Regions from separate parts of the Mus musculus genome. Here all the other regions are linked to region 3. The links are chromatin contacts, called in public Hi-C, HiChIP or PLAC-seq and promoter capture Hi-C maps. All regions are on one chromosome and are shown on one strand. The core of a region is the stretch at or near the end of the contact, and the rest is flanking DNA. Distances in the headings are between cores, read along the strand shown. Region 1 overlaps BC035044 (cDNA sequence BC035044). Region 2 holds the start of 2310001H17Rik (RIKEN cDNA 2310001H17 gene). Region 3 holds the start of BC064078 (cDNA sequence BC064078). Region 4 holds the start of Klrb1b (killer cell lectin-like receptor subfamily B member 1B).

Region 1 (4,556 bases), core at 199-2,698, 140 kb after region 3:
AGAGGGAAGTCGGTGAGGTGGAGGAGGGCAGGGCTAGGCGGCACCTGGAGCCCTGTGCTCACGGGGAGTGGGAGAGAGGAGAGAGTGCAGTTCCCAAAAGACCTGTACATGGGGAAGTTCAGGCTATTGGTCTATACACCTGCAGAATATTTTAGGGTCACGAAGGATGTTATGGTAATGAGTGCCCCCTGGTGGCTGTTTATACACATTGTGCAAGGGATTTTAATGACCAAGTCACAGAACAAAGAAAGACAGATGGTCTGAGACAGCCCCAATTTAGATAGAGTGTGTAGCAGATACCCCAAGGATGACTGAGGATCAGCTTTAGACTCAGTGTTTGCCCCCCACCCCCAGCCTTGCTGGAGACCCAAGGCCTGTGATGCAGCGTCTCACGTGATAGCCTGGGTCTCACTTGATAGCCTGCGGTGGAACTGTGGTGGGTGGGGAAACCCTGGAAAGCCATCTCCAAATCCAAAGGCTCTCTGAAGCAAAGACCTGGTCTGTGTTCTGGAATAGTCAGGCTCGCCCTGCTAAGGCCACAGCTTTGCAGAGGCTCTCGGGGCCCTGGACCTGGGAAAGGTACCCGGTACCTCTTAGGCTATGGCTGGGAAATGGTGACTTGACTGATCTCAAAGTCGATCTCCTCAAGCTGAGAGTAATGAAGAAGAGGTCTCAGTCCCCTGGGTGGGGACTCAACTTCTCCTGGGATTTCAGCAACATCGGAAAGGTTATTTCTCCTGTTAGTGAAATGAACCAGTTCGAGAATGTACTCATTACAGTGACATTTAGTGAAAATTGATGTCCTGTGGGAATCAACCCAGAAGCATAACAACTTCAAAAAAGGGTGAACAGTAATTGCTAGCCCCTTTCAAGCCTGTGAAAATCAAAGTTTCTGGAAAGAAGCAGAGACTTCCACATAAACTTCTGTAAGGCTGATTAGAGCTTTAGTGGCCGCTGAGGGTTGGAAATGCTGTGAGCCACTTTTATGAGCCACTTTAGACCTCTAGAAAAAATGAGAGAGAGAGAGAGAGAGAGAGAGAGAGAGAGAGAGAGAGAGAGAGAGAGAGAGAGAAGCAAGGAAGGAAGAACCATTTATTTTATGCACATTAGTGCTTTTCTTGTATATATGTATGTGTACCTTGTACATGCCTGGTACTCCTGAAGGTCAAAAGAGAACATCAGATCTCCCTGGAGAGGAGTCATCTCTCCAGCCCTCCATCTTTAGCCCTCACAATAACTGTTGCTCCCCTCTGTCCCTGACCTTTCTCGCCATCGAATAACTCAGAAGACTAGCTCTCCTTGGCATATATTAACAGACAGGTAGCTTCCACCGATCCAAAAACAGAGAGCATCACCAGGTAACATCTGAGCCTATACCAACGGCTCCCACTTTACTGTAACCATGTCTCTCACATCTCCACCGATGTGCTTGACAAGTGTCTTTGGGTGTGGCTTCCTTTGCTCTATTTTGGGTAATCTAAATCTGTGTTTCTGGGCATAGTCACTCATTTTGTCTCCAGAGTAAATGCTTATTCCCTTTGAAGTGAGAATTGTGCTTCTGCTCACAATGAAGAGTGACTCTGGGGACTTGATAGAAGAGCACACTGCCACTGTAGGAGAGGAGAGGCAGAGAAGAGAGAGAAGAGAGATTAGATACCAGCAAGCTGAGATTGCTTTATTGGAATAGAGAGGGGCCCAAACTTTCCATGGCATGAAGGTTGAACACATTTACAGGGGATGGGGACATAGGTGTTGGTGTGTGCATGTCTATATGTGTCTGTGTGTGTGTGTCTGTGTGTGTGTCTATGTGTGTCTATGTGTGTCTGTGTGTGTCTGTGTGTGTGTGTCTGTGTGTGTGTCTATGTGTGTCTATGTGTGTCTGTGTGTGTGTCTGTGTGTGTGTCTGTGTGTGTGTCTATGTGTGTCTATGTGTGTCTATGTGTGTCTGTGTGTGTGTCTATGTGTGTCTGTGTGTGTGTGTCTGTGTGTGTCTGTGTGTGTCTGTGTGTGTCTGTGTGTGTCTGTGTGTGTCTGTGTGTGTGTCTCTGTGTGTGTGTGTCTGTGTGTATCTGTGGCTACCAGGAAGATACAGCTGTGTTTGTGGTTTGATTGGAAGCAGAATACGTTGTTTTCAGTACCCAGGCTCTTACCCAAAATATCCCAACTCCGGTCAGGTGAAAAAGAAAAAGGACAGAGAGCAGACACCATTTGGGGAGGCTGCTGTTGGGTCTCAAAGGTAGGGTGGCCATGTTGGGGTTAGATAAAAGCTGCTAGGTTTTGGAACATGAAGAATATAGCGATGCTGTGAGTGAGGAAGTTGGTGAAACAGCTGAAAAGCAGGGACCAAACAGTAAAGTTAGCACAACTGCAATGATTGGCCATCCGAAAGTGTGATCCCCAGTCCCCAAGCAGCCAGGTGTCCCTCCAGAAAGCACTGCCTGCCTTTTCTCTGCGTTTAACTCCTTCTAACAATCACTTACATCACTCTCCCCAGGTCGAGCTGATTCTCCTCAAAGCGACACTCTGTCCTCCTGTCTTAGCATTGATTAAGTTCAGCCCTCTGTGGTTTTGCATGGGCCACCACAGCTGGAAATCTATTTTAGTTTGTTGTCAAAGGCCAGCTTTGACACCACAGGATAAATCAAGTCAGGCAGCAAGGTGTATCCTCAGCGATTGGGGTTAGTGCTGAGAGGAGCTGGTGGATGTGGGGGGGTCAGTTCAGATAGTGACCAACGAGGGTTGCTGCCTATGCAGCCAGCGATTAGAGAAAAGAAAAGGAGGGAAATCAAACACACACACAAACAAACACACACACGAACAAACACACACACACACACAAACACATACACACAAACAAACACACACACAAACATACGCACACACACAAACAAACACACACACAAACATACACACACACACAAACAAACACACACACAAACATACACACACACACACAAACAAACACACACACAGTGGGTGAAGCAAAAGCAGGCTCCAGCGATTTATTTTTTTTCTCTTAACCCTCTTTTGTACCCCTTTAAAAAAGTTTTCTATCTAAAAAGAAAGTTACCTCATAGCCACAAGTTGAGCAATCACCACAAAAACATATTAAAATAGATCAAAATCGTTACACAAGGGGAAATTACAACAGGATTGTTGATTATGTATTTCTTTTTTGAAACTTATATCTAGTTTAAAAAATTCTCATCTATCTTTATTTCCACAAGCTCACTGTAACCCCAAAGCAGCAATTCTTTTGTCATTGATTAACAAAGTCTGAGCAGGTCAAGTCTAGAGTAGCAAGGGTGTCCCTGTGCTATTGATTGATGTTGGTCGTAGGTGCAGCCATAGACAGAGAAGCTCAACAAGATGCTAAGCCTTCATTTTCTGAAGGAGCAGAGGGGCCCAACCTTCCCAGGAAAGACTGACACCCAGCTAGCTCACATCAGTTACCTTATTTAAACACCAAACAAGGTTAACTGGGTCTGGGAAAGGTTCCAGCTACCAAAGTTATCTTGCCCTTTGCTCCTCAGGATAGCAGACAACACACACAAATCTCAGTCCCTTTTTAACATGGCTAGTCATAATCAAAAGGAAGAACTCCGGGTTTGCCAGGAGTCGTAGGACCAAGATTAGAGCAGCTGCAAGCTCTCACATAGCACCCAGTGCAGACTCTCCAGAGAGAAAACATTTCTTCAAGGTTTAAACAGGCCCATAACAAGTTCTCAGCCTCTACTGATTGACCCAAACCTAACAAAAACTTTGCTGTAATAGTTCACTCAAAGCCAGACACAAAGGCTTTACTACTCGTCTCACTGAATTAATTTTCACAATATATACCGCCTCCTGAAGGAAACCAAGGCATTCCCTTGTGAATACACACCTCATCTGTGGCCAGCGTAAGTATTGTACAGGGAAGGTGGGAAGCATCCTCCCAACATCTGTAGAATTTTCATCTTACCAGAAGAAAGTTCAAGGTATACCTGAGAGATACAATTATATCTCGGCTATGCATTCAAAATAAAAATATATAGCTTGGTCCCTACCAACGAATGTAACTCTAGAGCCTCTTAAAAGATGTTTGTGGGCGGGAAGAAAAAATGTGTACACCAAGCTGGCCTCAAACTCAGATCCTTCTGCCTCTGCCTCTTCAGCATATCCTACAGGCCTGTGCCCCAGAGCTGGAAAGAACCCTTTTTTGCTAATTTTCTAATTGAAGCTTTCTCTTTATGACCTAGGTTGCCTAGATATTCCATGGATGTTTTCAAGAAATTCAAGCAAAGAACTGAGGGCCCCCTGCTGGCCTCTCCTAGAAACACAGGTCAACAATGCCAGGCAGCTTCCAGGCCAACAACACTCTAGTCTGCTGTGTGGTGCATCTCTGCTGTGCTGGCTATTTAGTCATCTGACCTCCACATTCACAGCACATGATCAGTACGGGGAAAGGCTGCACATGGAGGGCACTTTCCTCAGAGGTGACTAACAGGTCTCAAAAATAAGTTCTCTGACAACCTGCTCAGCCCACGAACCTGGGAGACTTGACACTGAGTCCAGGA
Region 2 (4,478 bases), core at 1,621-4,120, 250 kb before region 3:
TAAGGGCTCCTTAAAAATGCTATACATTGAAATGTAAATTTTTAGCACTATTTATCATTTACACATGTCTCTGTGTGTATATATACACACACATTTTGCTGTTGTGTTTTACTTAACAAAAGAAGCAATGATATTGATGAGGTTCTATTGGGGAAAGCATTTTCTATTCTGTTTATTTATATGTTTCTCCTTTTTTGGTTTTTTGGTTTTATTTTTTTTCTTTGAAACAGGAACTTATGTAACCCAAGTTAGCCTTGAACTATATATGTAGATGTTTACCTTGAACAAGAGCTTATCCTCATGTCTGTACCTCACTAGTGCTGGGGTGACAGTATGCCTACGATTCACGTGTCAGCATGTTCTGTACTGTCCTACTATATTGAATACTCTTGATTAGGATGTTAAAGATTTCTTTATGAATCCTCCCAAATTTTTTCTTCTTTATAAAAATTATGGTGATTATTCTATTTCTACATATTTAAAATCAGTGTTTCAGAGTCTTTTAAATGATTTAAGAGGTTTATTTAAGATTCTAGACCATAGACAAAATTAGTATCATTTCACATCTCTTCAGGAGTTTGTAGTTTACCACATATACATCATATATATTTATGTCTAAACATTTTTAATGTTTGGCATTATTGTAAATTACACTTATAAATATTAAATTCTAATTATCCACTGTTAATATGCAAAAAACAATTCGCTTCTTAATGTTAGCCTTGATCCCTGCACATTGGAGTTTTCCCTTTCTAGTTTTGGGAAATCTTTATATTGGTTTTAAGGTAGTCTACCTGGACAATCAAGTCATCTGCTACAAGAAACTACTTAATAAAAGAATAAATAAGTTAACATTCTCTTCCTTCCAACAATCTCATAATTAAAAAAGCAATTCTTTAGTTCATTCTCTTCCAGTCTGTATAACCCTTTTTTTTTTGTTCTTATATGAAGCCATGAAGTCTTTCTCTTCTTCACAATGAGCTGGGACTCCCAGTCTAGTGTGAAAACATGTGAGAATGGATGTCTTTGTTTCAGATTCTAGAGTAAAACATATTTTGTCTCTCACCTTGAAACCCAATGTCAGCTGATAGCTTAGGCAAGCAGATCTCCTGGCATTCAATGCTAGCAAGATGAAGGTGTTCCTAGTATATCAACATAATGGAAGACTAGTATTTCATAACAAATGCGAAGAAAGTAATCAACTGATCTTTATCTGAAAAAAAAAAAACAACATACTTGTGAAAGTAACTTTACATCATACTCTAACCACACCCGCAGGGATGCAGTAGTTCATCAAACAAGAGTGGAGTCCACTATTTGGGTTCTGTGGGCCGTGATTTTGCACTTAAGTCTATAAGAATACAGAAATACAGTCTCCTTCTTTAACAACTCTGTTGATTTTCTGGTTTTGAATCACACATTTGCCCATCTCTGATATTTTCCAGTTTGCTAGTGACTTCGTCTGCCATGTACACTAATTTGAAACGGTATTTCCAACCCTCTCTAAATCTTGAGTCTTTTATCTCTCACCTGAACCCTCACCACCACGCATCATACTTGAACTATATGCATGAGCATCAGCAGTCAGAGATAGCAAGTTCACAATGACCTCTAAGTCATGCAGACACAGACACTAATGCAAGATGGGCAGAGAGGTGGGTACAAATAGACTTTGTGAGTGTCTCTCTGCAAATAGTTCTATTTCTATTTCTATTGCTCTTAGCGTGGCTATTTTCTTACAGAATCCCGTAGCTGCAGTGATTCTGGAAATGGAATTTTTGAGAAGCGGTGTCCAGGTGAGAATCTCTTTCAATAGTCTCTTGATGGTTCTCACGGCCCCAGTGTGATAGAAACTAGATAGAGGGATTGCTGCTTGATACATGATTTGAAAAGTTGGTTTGACTTGTTTAGCCACGGAATTTTTTACACCTCTGATGTTTTGACTGAGTCTATGTGTGCTTTAGCTGATGTGACTTGCATAATGATTTATCTCATCACTTCGCTAGAATTAAAGCCTGAAATGATAAGTAGTCTGGTTTTTTGTTTGCTTGTTTGTTTGTTTGCTTGTTTGTTTGCTTGCTTGTTTCTTTCTTTCTTTTGGCTTGTTTTTTTGTTTGTTTGTTTTGTTTTGTTTTTTTCTCTACATATCAACTGTGAATTGTCACAGTATAGTAGCATTTTCTCACAAAGCTCTTTAAAGCTTTGGGGACATAGAATGTCTATCTGTGAAAAATATCATATAAACTAAATGTTGTATATGCATGAAAGAAATTATTTAGGCATTGATTTACAATCATATAAGTTATGAGGTAGCTTTTCTATATCAATTCATTGTAATTAACTGTTAAATGAAATTCATCACTTTACATCACTAGTTTTCCTGACCCACTTTTCAATATAAAGTAGCTTATAAATGTTTGCAAAAGAAAGAGTATCTGGGAGGTAACAAATAAGAGATGTGTGTTAATGCACCTTATAATTATAAACTTAGTTTATCTTTGGCTTGAGTCATGACTATGGACGATACAAGCCAAGCAACAAGCAGAAGATACAAACAGGAGGTAGGAAAGGATGTCACACCTTGTCTTGATGTTCGGAAACATTTATTAATTTTATTTATTAATTTTATTTTTAATAAAAAAGTTTATTAATTAGAATTTATGTCCATTGGAGATGGAACTGTTTTCCTGAGGGATGGGATGTCTGTTAGATTTTTGATAGATTATTTCTTCTCTTTCTGTTTTAATTGGAGGCTTAACATACACATTTCACGGGATATGACTTGTGACAGGCACCCGTGTGCCGCCCCACCCCACCTCTCCCCGCCCTGCCAGGCTGGGGCTCCTGCCCTGTAGAACTCAGAGATGGAGCCGGCGCCACCTGACTAGGGAGGACTAGTTTAGATCTCCAGATTCGGTACAGTGGGAATACCTGAGGGAAGAGTTTCAGAGTTATTTGAGGAGCAGGGACGCCCACGGGTTCCAACCAATGCCCTCCTTACTTGTTTTGTGTTTCGTTTTAGTTATTAGCGATGCGGTTGGATGAGACTTTGTTGTTTCATATGAAAGAATTTGCTTTGAGGGAGCCGGGAGCAGCACTACAATCCGCAGGGTTGTTTATTTTAAATAGGGCTCTGCACGGTGTTATTTATGACACCGTGATGTTGACACTTCGAGTTCTTTTAAAGTTATATTTTTATTTGCATTCCTGTGTGAGGGAAGGGAGGGGGAGAGGATGGGAGGAGCTTCCTGTGTGCAAGCCTGCAGGTGCGCCAGTGCTCAGCAGAGGGCACTGAATGCTGCGGCACTCGGGTTAACAGATGGTAGTGAGCTGTCTGAACTACTTAAAATTTTCAGGTAAAAGGGCAGCAAGCATTCTTAAACTGCTGAGCGGCCCTCTAGGTGTTCTTTGCTGGGGCAGGGGAGTTAGCAGGGAGGAAGTGGAGAGAACTGGGAGAGTTGAGACCCTCCTTCTGAGCGTTAAGCTGCATGTAGATAATATCTGCAGGTGTGGCACAATTGAAAAGGCAGTGGCTTTCAGGCTAGTCACTGCACGGACTAGTAAGGCAGCTCTCTTGCTCCCAGCACCGTGCATCTGATTCTCCGTTCTCAGGGTGAGTAGCCCCTCCAGTTCTCAACATACACATGTTGGTAATTTCACTGTGTGTGTGTGTGTGTGTGTGTGTGTGTGTGTGTGTGTGTACATATAAAGGTTAGAGATCAACTTTTCGGTGTCAGTCAAATGTGAGGCCCAGGAATGTACCCAGGTCAGTAGCCCCGGCAAAGCCCAGTGAGTCATCTCAGATACCTTCGTTTCAGGACTTTTGCTTAGGTCTGTAATTGTCTATAGAGCAGATAATTCTTAGTATAAGAAGCAGTGGGGTTTTTACTGTGCATCTTGCCTCCCCCTCCCCCTTTTCTTACACTGGCACAGTTTTCAATTTGATATTGAGGAGGGCACCCATATTTTCCTTGAAGAACATATAGTATCACTTTTACAGGCCCAATGATTTGATAATCTTATGGATTTTCATGTCCCATACTGTTTTGGGAATACCTGTGCATTAGTGTGTCTCCTTGCCTGATTTGTTTGGTCTTCTCCTTCATTGGCTAAAAACTCTTCAAGCCCAACCCACCGCCAGCTGTGTACTAAGTGTAGCAAGGTCATACCTCCTAAAGGTTTCCCAACCTCCCCTAAACATCACCACCAACTGGGGACCAAGTGTTCATATACAGGAGCCTATGAGGGGCTTTTCTCATTCAAATCATCACAGTGCATCACTGGAGGAAAGTGAAGGCAGCAGACCTTTGAAGCAGTTGGTCACAATCCAGCCACTGTGGAAAGAAAGAACAATGAAGCTTAGTGCAATTTCTTCACTCTCTGACAGTCCAAAATCCCCTGCTCAAAGAATGGTTTCATCTCAGTGGGAGGATTTTTTTTCCCCATGTTAGTTTTCCTCAGATGCACCCACATACCAT
Region 3 (4,407 bases), core at 965-3,464:
TTCTGACTCCATTAACAACTATGGAAACTATAACTTGACAGCTAGAAAATAGACCTAACTCCTTGCCCTAAGGTAATCCTTCATGATAGTTACTCATTAATAAATTCATTAACTAGCTAAGGCTGCCAGATTTATTTGTAGACTTCACAAAATCGTTAAGCAAGTTCTGATGCAAGCTTTCACAGATGTAACCTGTTACTTCTTTGCTATGCCCACTCCAGCGAAGTCTGCCTGTCCGGGTCAAATGGCCTGGAGGCAGTCACGAGGCAAAGAGTTTCAAGGAAACTCAGCCTCCTGGAACCTTGACATTCTCATAGCTCGTATACTCAAACCCTGTCCCCACAATAGTATGGTGTATGCTCTCCTTCAGTATTGTTTTATTATAAGTGCCTTTAAACATTGAGTTTTGACTTAGGTAAGACTCCTCCAGTGTTCCAAAGTCCTTGAAATCCTTGAAGCAGACTTGGAATTCAGTAGGAATTCAGTGAGAATGTTACCTATTCAGTAACATTCAAATTTACTTCTAATAGAGACAGTGAAACTAATTAGGCAATACAAAGAACAGAGCTAGAATAGCTCAGGGCTAGTATGCAAAGTGATTACTTAGGACAAAAGCCAAGTCTCACCCAAACAAGGGAATTCACAATGACCTAACTTAATCATGAAAGAGTAAGGGAATCCCCGCTGGGACAGGTTTCTTCACGAGGACCAAAGGAACAGCATTATCAGGTATTTATTAAGAACCTCTGGTTGCGGGTTTAACATAGACTAGCATTACACCTGGCTCCATTCTAAGTGGTAAATGCGGCCTGATCCTCCACCACCTTTTGATGTATGCATTCCTTTTGTTTTGTGTCACTATAACTTGACAGATATGTCCCGCCTGGCTTTTCTTGTTTTTGTTTTGTTTTGTTTTGTTTTGTTTTGTTTTTCTTCTGTATAAAAAAGTCTGTTTTTCCTTTGGACATTACACTCAGATTCAAAACACTCTCTCGTGTTGTGTCTGTTTGTCTCCCCACTTTCACTGACTCCTTCGCCCACCTGCAACCAGTAGCCGGATCCATGCAGATAGGAGACCCAAAAAAGGGGTCTGTCTGTGGCACTTCTTTACCAAAACTCAGTTTCTATTGACAAAATGCTTCATATTTGCTCTTCTTGCTATGGCACTGTCCTAACATTATTTGAAATGCCGAAGAATCAATCAATTGTCATCATCATTATCAGTAATAATAATAATAGTTTCAGTCAGAATACTTGGCTTAAGTGATAAGCATTAACATTTGTTGTGAATTTTGTATTTTGATAAATATCGATCTTGTTTTCTCAAAATCCAGTATTCTTCAATACATGACAAAAAGAAAAAAAGAGATGAAGGAACAGGAATAAAGGGAAAAAGGAAGATAAAGGAACACAATATAATGAAGCATAGACAGTTTGAGATACAAGAAACACACTTTTGCTTCCTTTCTGAAGGCTGAAGAAGAAAACTCATTATATTCTTTTTCTATAACTTATCAAGAGCTCAAAAAAATGGAAAGGATGTGGTCCTGGGTAGGTTCAACTACCCACCCCCACCCCATGCCACCTCCTTACAATTCTTTTTCAATTACAATGGATCTGAAAAACAAAAACCCCAAGCTTCCCAGGCAACTTCTGTCACTATGCACATTGCAAAGCTACTGTTTGAATTTCCTCCACTCAGGGACTTGTAGAGCTAGCATTTTCCACAATAAGGTAATCCACCAGACTGTAGCTTACCAGATCCCTAGGAAGAGTGCTCTAGCAAGATAAGTACAAAGAAAGAAAGCTGTGGCTCTTAGAAGGTGACTCACTGTTCATTTCTGTTGCCTGAGAACTATTTGAGTATTGTATACTCCAATAGAATAACTAATGTAACAACCTCATAGCTAATCCGATCTGCATTCTCCTGCTCTGCAGACCCACAGTGACGGGCTCACAGACGCCCTTCTGTCCTTATTTTGTTTAAGGTTCAGCTCTTTTGCCTTCCTTCCCTGGTGAAGCTCCTCTCTGCTCTTATAGTTTGGTTCAAATAGTATTGAATACATACCCACTTCTCCCTCCTGCGGGCTGCTTGTAGTGCTGAGCATAGGTAAGGAAGCCTTTGTAACACTCATCTCAGAGCTGAGAAGCTGAGTTTCCACTACAGGATTGAAAATTGAAAGCTGAGAAGCACAAATACAGAGGAGGTTTCAGTATTTAGCCCAACTGGCCAATCCGGAAGCTTGAGCTACTCCTTCCTGTGCAAACTTGTTTGACTCAAATTGAAGCATTGTAAGGGAGGCATTTCATTAGACTGTAATGAAGTGAAACTAATGCTGTAGACAAAGAGCTTTTAACAAAGCCAAAAGGGGCTGGAGGGTGAGACCAGTTTTACTGTCCAGCGGGAATCAATTAGGAAATAAAAGACGACAACAAAAAAACACACAAACACACACACAAACATGACAAGAACAAAAAGAAAATATTACCAATCCTTTCCTGCCCTGAATACCACACATCAGACAGTGATCTTTAAGGTAGGCGAGCCCCACGTTGTTACAGCTCTGGGTTTTGGGGGCATTTTACAGGGACATCCAGGGCAAGGTCAGAGGAGTCTGTGTGTTGAAAAGCCCAGAGACAGAATCTCTAGGAGACAGAGTCAGAAAGAAGAGAGTTGGGGATCACAGTCAGAGCTAAACAAACTTCTTGCCTCTCAGGGAATAAGAGATCCTTTGTTCTGGAGCCAGATCCTACCTCAGGACTACAGACTCAGGCTGTCTAATATTACATGTTTACATATGGAAACATTTTGCTACTGGTATGGAGACAGAATAATGCCCACTGCCACCTTTATCAGCACAAGGAATGCCTCTAGACCAGTGTTTCTCAACTTTGCCCATACTGTGACTCTTCAATACAGTTCTGCACATTGTGGTGACTCTCAACCATAAAATTATTTTGTTGATATTTCATAACTGTAATTCTGGTACGATTATGAATTATAATGTAAATATTTGATATGCAGGATGTCTCATATGAGACCCCTGTGAAAGGGTAATTCGACCCCCGCACCCCAAAAAAGAGGTTGCATCTCACAGGTATAGAAAAACTGCTCTAGATTTTGACTATATATGTGGGTGTGACTCTCAGTGGAACCATGCAGGTGCCCGTAGAGGCCAGGAGAGGGTGTAAGATTGCTCAGAGCTGAGTTCACAGGCTTAAAGAATTTGGGTTTAGAATGTAGGTACCCCAAAAATGTAACAGCAGAACATCCTCATCCTCATGCAAGATGCGTTTAGAATTATTTTTATCATTTAGGAACATATGGCAAGGAATTTGCAAATGTCTCAGACTATTTAAAAAGTATTTATGATAAAATATTTAGGTGATGGTATGGTAGCACATGGGCTCTGATCCCGGCCCTGGGGACGCTGTCACAGGTAGAGCTCTATGAATCAGAGCCTAGCCTGGTCTACATAGGGAGCTCCAAGTCAACCAAGGCTAAATTTAAAAAATATAATATTTAGCATATTAACTATATAAAATATAAGGATGTATAATTAATATAGTAATATAATATATTAAATAAAATATATTATAAAATGAGAGTTAATAGAAATGTAGTCAGAGGGTTTTTAAATTCTGTTACTTGGAAATTGTCAATGCAGTTGAAGATGGGTCACTCAGATTTTCTGATGTCCAAGCGGTAATTTTCTCAGATGTCAGCACAAATTTGAGGTGCAAAACAAGGATCTGAGAATTTATCTCCTGAGGTCTTCTAGCACAGGAGGTAAGTCAGAAGCAACCCAACACCACATTTTCCATCCTTGCTGAAGGTAGTCTTTGTTCAGGTTTTTTTTGAGCTAATGAGGTTGCCTGGTTTTGACCTTCTCATTTAGTTCTTCACCTCCCAAAATTCATGATGGAAAGAGTGTCTAACAATGGGAAGTTTTAGCCATTGTTCTTGTCTTTTCAGTTGTGATCCTAGCTTTGCATAGCTGAGCCATCTATCCAGCACTTAGTACATGACAAAGAGCTTTACCATGAACAGAACAATGTTTCCCTTTAGCAGAGATGGCTCATAAAGTCCTTTACCCATATTTCTATATAACACTATGGTGAATGAGAATGGCCCCATAGACTCAAATATTCAAATGCTTGGTACCTAGTTGGTGGAGCTGTTTAGGAAGAATTAGGAGATATGGCCTTGCTAGACAAGGTGTGCTCCTATTGAAGGAAATGGGGTCATGAATGTGAAAAGCCTACTCCATCCCCAGTTGTGATTAATTTGGGGATTTATTTTAATTTTGATGAGGATCCATTATAGAGTCTCCAAATTTGGCAACTCTAGTAATACACAATGATGCTGATTTTTGCTATAGACAGCATTAAAGAGAGGCTGTGGAG
Region 4 (4,309 bases), core at 1,628-4,127, 170 kb after region 3:
CAACTTGGCAACAATACATCAAGAAGCCTGGCTTCTTCCTCGAGTTCTGACGAGGAATGGCTCCAGGCACCAAGAGTGGACTGGCGGGGGGGGGGGGGGGGGGGGGGGGGGGGGGGGGGGCTCCCCTCCCATTATAAGCACAGTTTCTGAGTAAAATCTCGGGCCTTGATCAGTACCTTTGTCTTGGCTCCATTTTCTCTCTCGACCGTCTAGTTTCTCTCTTTTCAGCCCCAGCCTGCCTCCCAGGTGTAGCCGGTCCTTGTAAGCCGCGGGCTGACATACAACACTCTTTTTTTTTCCTTCACACTAGAATAATGCTTATATTTTGCTCTATGCTTCCTACACATCCTAACGTCCACTATTAAAGCAAAAGAGTTCAATATCAAAGCAGGCTACCATAGGAAAGTTGTCTTTCTTAATCCTTGAGATTTTCAATATGTCTTTGACTATAGCCTCTCTAAAACTCCGTATCACGGTTTGGAAAGATATCTCAGCAGATAAGAATGATGTAACACGCCAGATGTGGTCTCAGGAACACCTATAACCCCAGCATCCAGAGGGAAAGAGAAAGAAGGACCGCTAGAGGCTGTTGGTTTTCAGACTAGCTGCAAACACAAAGTCATTACAAGCTCCAAATGAAACCATGCATCAAAGGAACAAGAAAGAAAGAGTATCCAAAATTCTTCTCTGGCCTCTGGGCATGCACATAGGTGTGTACATTCCCAAACACATGCACATACACCACACAGACATACACCGTGTTCACACCCAGGCATAAACACATACACGGACATGGACAAATAAAAATAAATAAAACCCAGGATCACATACAATCGTTCACGCCTTAAGCCCTTTAGATTTCATAACACGTTGTATATGCATAATATCACATTGTATTCTTCTGCACACAACTACACACACCTGCCCACACTCCTTATATTTTATAGCAACAAGATCATTATAGTCCTGACATCTGACATATTTTGCGGTGGAACTATCATTTGGGCAATTAGGTGATCGGATGACTTTGGTCAGTCAGATTCTCCTGACATGTATTCTCAGGAGGGTTTTATTTTTATCTGTTCAATGATGGCCACATAACAAAACTTCTGTTGTAAAAAAAACTACTTTCAGTACTTGGTATTGCCCCTGCCACTCTGTCACAGGAAAAGTGGTCTATCAGCTGCATGGGCAATAACAATCGTCACTGGTTGTTATTTTTAGTTTCTTTACGATTTGTGGCTTAGAGGCTTTTGGAAGCACTTGCTGATGAAAGTATCTCCCCTCACATCTCTTGATTTTAGTAAGGCCACTGTAGATCCATCATGGTCAGGCTTCAGAACATGCAACATTTCAATGTTGGGCTTGCAGAGATGGCTCAGTAGTCAAGAGCACCAGCTGTCCTTCCAGAGGGACAATTCCCACCTTACATGGCAACATGGCAGCTCACACCCACAGAACACCAATACACATACAATAATAAAGTAAACCTAAAAACCACCTTAAACGTCAATCCTCAAAGATTTATTTTTCATCTAATCTCAGCTTCAGACTTCTCTGTACTCTATTGATCTTTCTAATCTATCCTCTTATTCACTGACCCGAAGGCTGTTTGCTTAAGCATAATCCATGAGCCACCTCAAATATTTGGAATGTTATTCACACATTTCCCACTGAAGATACTCGTGATATCTAGGGAAGAGAGGAGGGTTAAGTATAGGAAGTGAATTATTAACAAACTTTCAGGTGATTCTTATATATACTAAAGCCTGAGGTCCTGATGTATTTGAAATTTATATATACACTAACATTTCAGCACTGGTTGAAATTAGTACTGTTGCCTGCTAGGTTTAGTAATCTGAGCAAAATAAATACATAGGATCTCTCAGGATGGACAAGTCTGGAGAATCCCATACACTTGTTGAAGTCTTAGGTTTCAATAGCATGAGTATTGAGTGAGGGGACTGTCATCAGTGACAGCTGAGGACATTTCACAGTGTCTTAAGTGATCTGTGAGATACTAACACAGGCTTACCCATACTTCATAGTCATTATGGTCATGGAAAAATGAGTGTGAGCCCCAAGTTGTCTGTACACATCCCCTGTCTCCTAGAACTCACAGCCAGCAGACTGCTGCCAGTACCCGATACTTGTTCAACTCCACTCTGACCACAGAAAGTGGCTTTAAGGAAATCCTTGATTTTCTTCTTCTTTTTCACTTGTGATATGACAATACCCGACATGGGGGCATTTGTGGTCCTTGCTCTAAGGCTCTAGGCCTACAAATCCTTCGATGAGTTAGCACATCCCATAGACCCAAGTCCTCCACTCCCTGAGCTCTGAATGATGGAGCCCTTAGCTCAGAACAGCACTGAGTGGGACCTGCTGCTTTTCCTGTTGTGTTGCCATGGGTTCTCACCACAGCAGCATCTCCACAATCCACAGCTCCCTTCACAGTATGCAAATTTCAGGAGGATGTTAGAGCTTCAACTCACGTCAGATAGTACCGTGGACATTTGTGTCCTAATCCACATTTTCATAACATAGAATAAAATGTCACACATCTTAATCCCTGGGGGCTGAGGGAAAGGTAAATTTGAACTCAGGATAAATATTTCACTCATTGGAGATCTGAGAGGATAACTCATAACGGATGGTTAGAGGAATAAGAACATAAGAAAGACCTTTCCAGAAATTTGTTAGAAACCAAACCGTACGTTCTGTATGTGGCACATTCTTGTCTAAAGAAAAAAAGAAAAGGAAGCCTGAGAGTAGGACAGACACCAGGTCAATAGCTATGGAGAAACCCTCAGCCACCAGTGTGGGCGGGTGTGGACACACACAGCACAGCATACCCAGCGGACTTCCTTTTTGGCTCATTTCACCTCACAGGACTCAAAGTTTGTCCCTGTTCACGAGGCCGGTGTCAAGTCCCTCCATCTACAATGGATTCAACAACACTGGTCTATGCAGATTTAAACCTAGCCAGGATCCAAGAACCTAAGCATGATTCACCTCCATCTCTTTCCCCAGGTAAGCAGCTTGCTTCTGGCATTTGAATTATCTTCCAGAGTTAAGATTATCCTCCAAAACTTATGGGTGTAAGTCATTGATTTAAAGGTGACAAGCAGGTATATGTTAGAGTTAAATAGTATAGCTATCCTGCCTGCAGAAAACCACAGTTCTACAAATGCCATAGAGTCCATTTTTACTCGTGTAGTCAGAAGGAAATCCGAACATTACTTCTCCTATTCTGCCTTTGCTAAGAATTCTAAGAAAGAATATTTTACTCCCATGAGCCAAGGGGTGGTTTAAGAGATACTTGCTGCATTCCATTGCTAATTCCAAATTCGTCTACAGAACATGGACACTACGATCCCGTTCTACCTTGGTGGCAACCCCAGCTCTCCCTTCACAGTGAAGTGTGTAGACGTCATTGTTAATGTCTTTGTCGCCTGAAAAGGAAGACATTCGTTGTGGGGAAAGTCATAGTAAAAATGAAAGGTCTGAATTAAATTAAAAGCCAGTAATTTTTATATATTAAAATTTATTCAATTTGTTAAAAAGCTGGTTCTTTCTCTCTTGCAAAGTATAACAGCTATAAGTGGAGGAACCACAAGTTACCTGAGCCAGTTGGGAATTAATCTTTCAATGCTGGCCAAAAGTAGCACTCTTGTCCACCAGAGGATTTAATGATTCTAGCAAAAGAAATGTGGAAGTCTACCAAGAGGTGAAGTATGTGACATAAGGATGGCTGAGATGTAAGAGAACAGAAACTCAGGTAGAGAGTGTATAAAATAATCATGAAAACAAAATTCTAGTCTGCTGTCTAACTGAACACAGGGCAGTTGTTTTCCAATATGATGTTCTCTATGTGTTGTAACATGTGGACTTCCAACTTTAGTGGTTCTTGTTAGAAACTATTAAATTGTCAAAGGTTTGAGTCAAGGAGAAAGTCTCAGAGTCACCAAATAAATTTCATTATAATGTTTACGTAAGGGTCAGTGGAGAGTGGAAGAGGGCCTGGTAGATAACTCCACGGGGAGTGATGGTGTCAGCTATTTTGTGTTGGGAAAAAGCAAGTCTTTGTTTTCCCATCATGCCTAACAAAAGTGGAGAAAAGACCTTGTTGAAAATGGTATAAGAAAACCAGCAAGATTCTGCTGAAAAGACCCTGATATAGCTGTCTCTTAGGAGGCTATGCTGGTGCCTGGCAAACACAGAAGTGGATGCTCACAGTCAGCTATTGCATGGAACACAGGGCCCCCAATGTAGGAGCTAGAGAAAGTACCCAAGGAGCTAAAGGGGT

Evidence for each region. Promoter capture Hi-C pulls out the DNA fragments that hold promoters and counts their contacts. A called contact is a pair of places that touch in the nucleus more often than the background predicts. HiChIP or PLAC-seq counts read pairs in DNA pulled down with a chosen protein or histone mark.
Region 1: a Hi-C map of regulatory T cells shows a contact between it and region 3, with 3 times the contacts expected there. The contact joins the enhancer-like site here to the promoter of BC064078 in region 3. A contact is called at or near these places in 1 of 15 datasets of contacts at CTCF or cohesin (pro-B cells), 14 of 484 Hi-C or Micro-C datasets (CD4 T cells, Th1 cells, bone marrow-derived macrophages and 8 more), 18 of 115 datasets of contacts at active chromatin or transcription factors (the SCID.adh cell line, bone marrow-derived macrophages, effector CD8 T cells and 6 more) and 3 of 9 other capture datasets (adipose tissue, embryonic stem cells and liver).
Region 2: a contact with region 3 is called in an H3K27ac HiChIP or PLAC-seq map of epiblast stem cells, with 2.7 times the contacts expected there. The contact joins the promoter of 2310001H17Rik here to the promoter of BC064078 in region 3. A contact is called at or near these places in 2 of 39 promoter capture datasets (both in embryonic stem cells), 1 of 15 datasets of contacts at CTCF or cohesin (large pre-B cells), 5 of 484 Hi-C or Micro-C datasets (B cells, bone marrow-derived macrophages and embryonic stem cells), 11 of 115 datasets of contacts at active chromatin or transcription factors (the 230-238 cell line, acute myeloid leukemia, effector CD8 T cells and 4 more) and 1 of 9 other capture datasets (embryonic stem cells).
Region 4: a promoter capture Hi-C map of pre-B cells shows a contact between it and region 3, with 2.9 times the contacts expected there. The contact joins the promoter of Klrb1b here to the promoter of BC064078 in region 3. A contact is called at or near these places in 1 of 39 promoter capture datasets (pre-B cells) and 3 of 115 datasets of contacts at active chromatin or transcription factors (CD8 T cells, bone marrow-derived macrophages and epiblast stem cells).

Annotation. Positions count from the first base shown.
Region 1 is chr6:128,849,888-128,854,443 of GRCm38.p6, reverse strand. BC035044 (cDNA sequence BC035044) reads left to right here. Exons shown (of 3, transcript NM_001254946.1): 3 at 4,239-4,556. The coding sequence ends at 4,362. Among named protein-coding and RNA genes, the nearest start is that of Gm34849, 4.9 kb to the left of the region's middle. Within about 2 kb of position 1,448, at least 25 of the 459 cell types and tissues checked have an H3K27ac peak or open chromatin away from gene starts, as enhancers often do. A contact at or near this core is called in bone marrow-derived macrophages, memory CD8 T cells, pro-B cells and 1 more, where this site is marked.
Region 2 is chr6:129,236,874-129,241,351 of GRCm38.p6, reverse strand. 2310001H17Rik (RIKEN cDNA 2310001H17 gene) reads left to right here and starts at 2,870. Exons shown (of 4, transcript NR_040268.1): 1 at 2,870-2,916; 2 at 3,508-3,613.
Region 3 is chr6:128,990,768-128,995,174 of GRCm38.p6, reverse strand. BC064078 (cDNA sequence BC064078) reads right to left here and starts at 2,214. Exons shown (of 3, transcript NR_015455.2): 1 at 2,069-2,214.
Region 4 is chr6:128,824,883-128,829,191 of GRCm38.p6, reverse strand. Klrb1b (killer cell lectin-like receptor subfamily B member 1B) reads left to right here and starts at 2,877. Exons shown (of 6, transcript NM_030599.4): 1 at 2,877-3,033. The coding sequence starts at 2,946.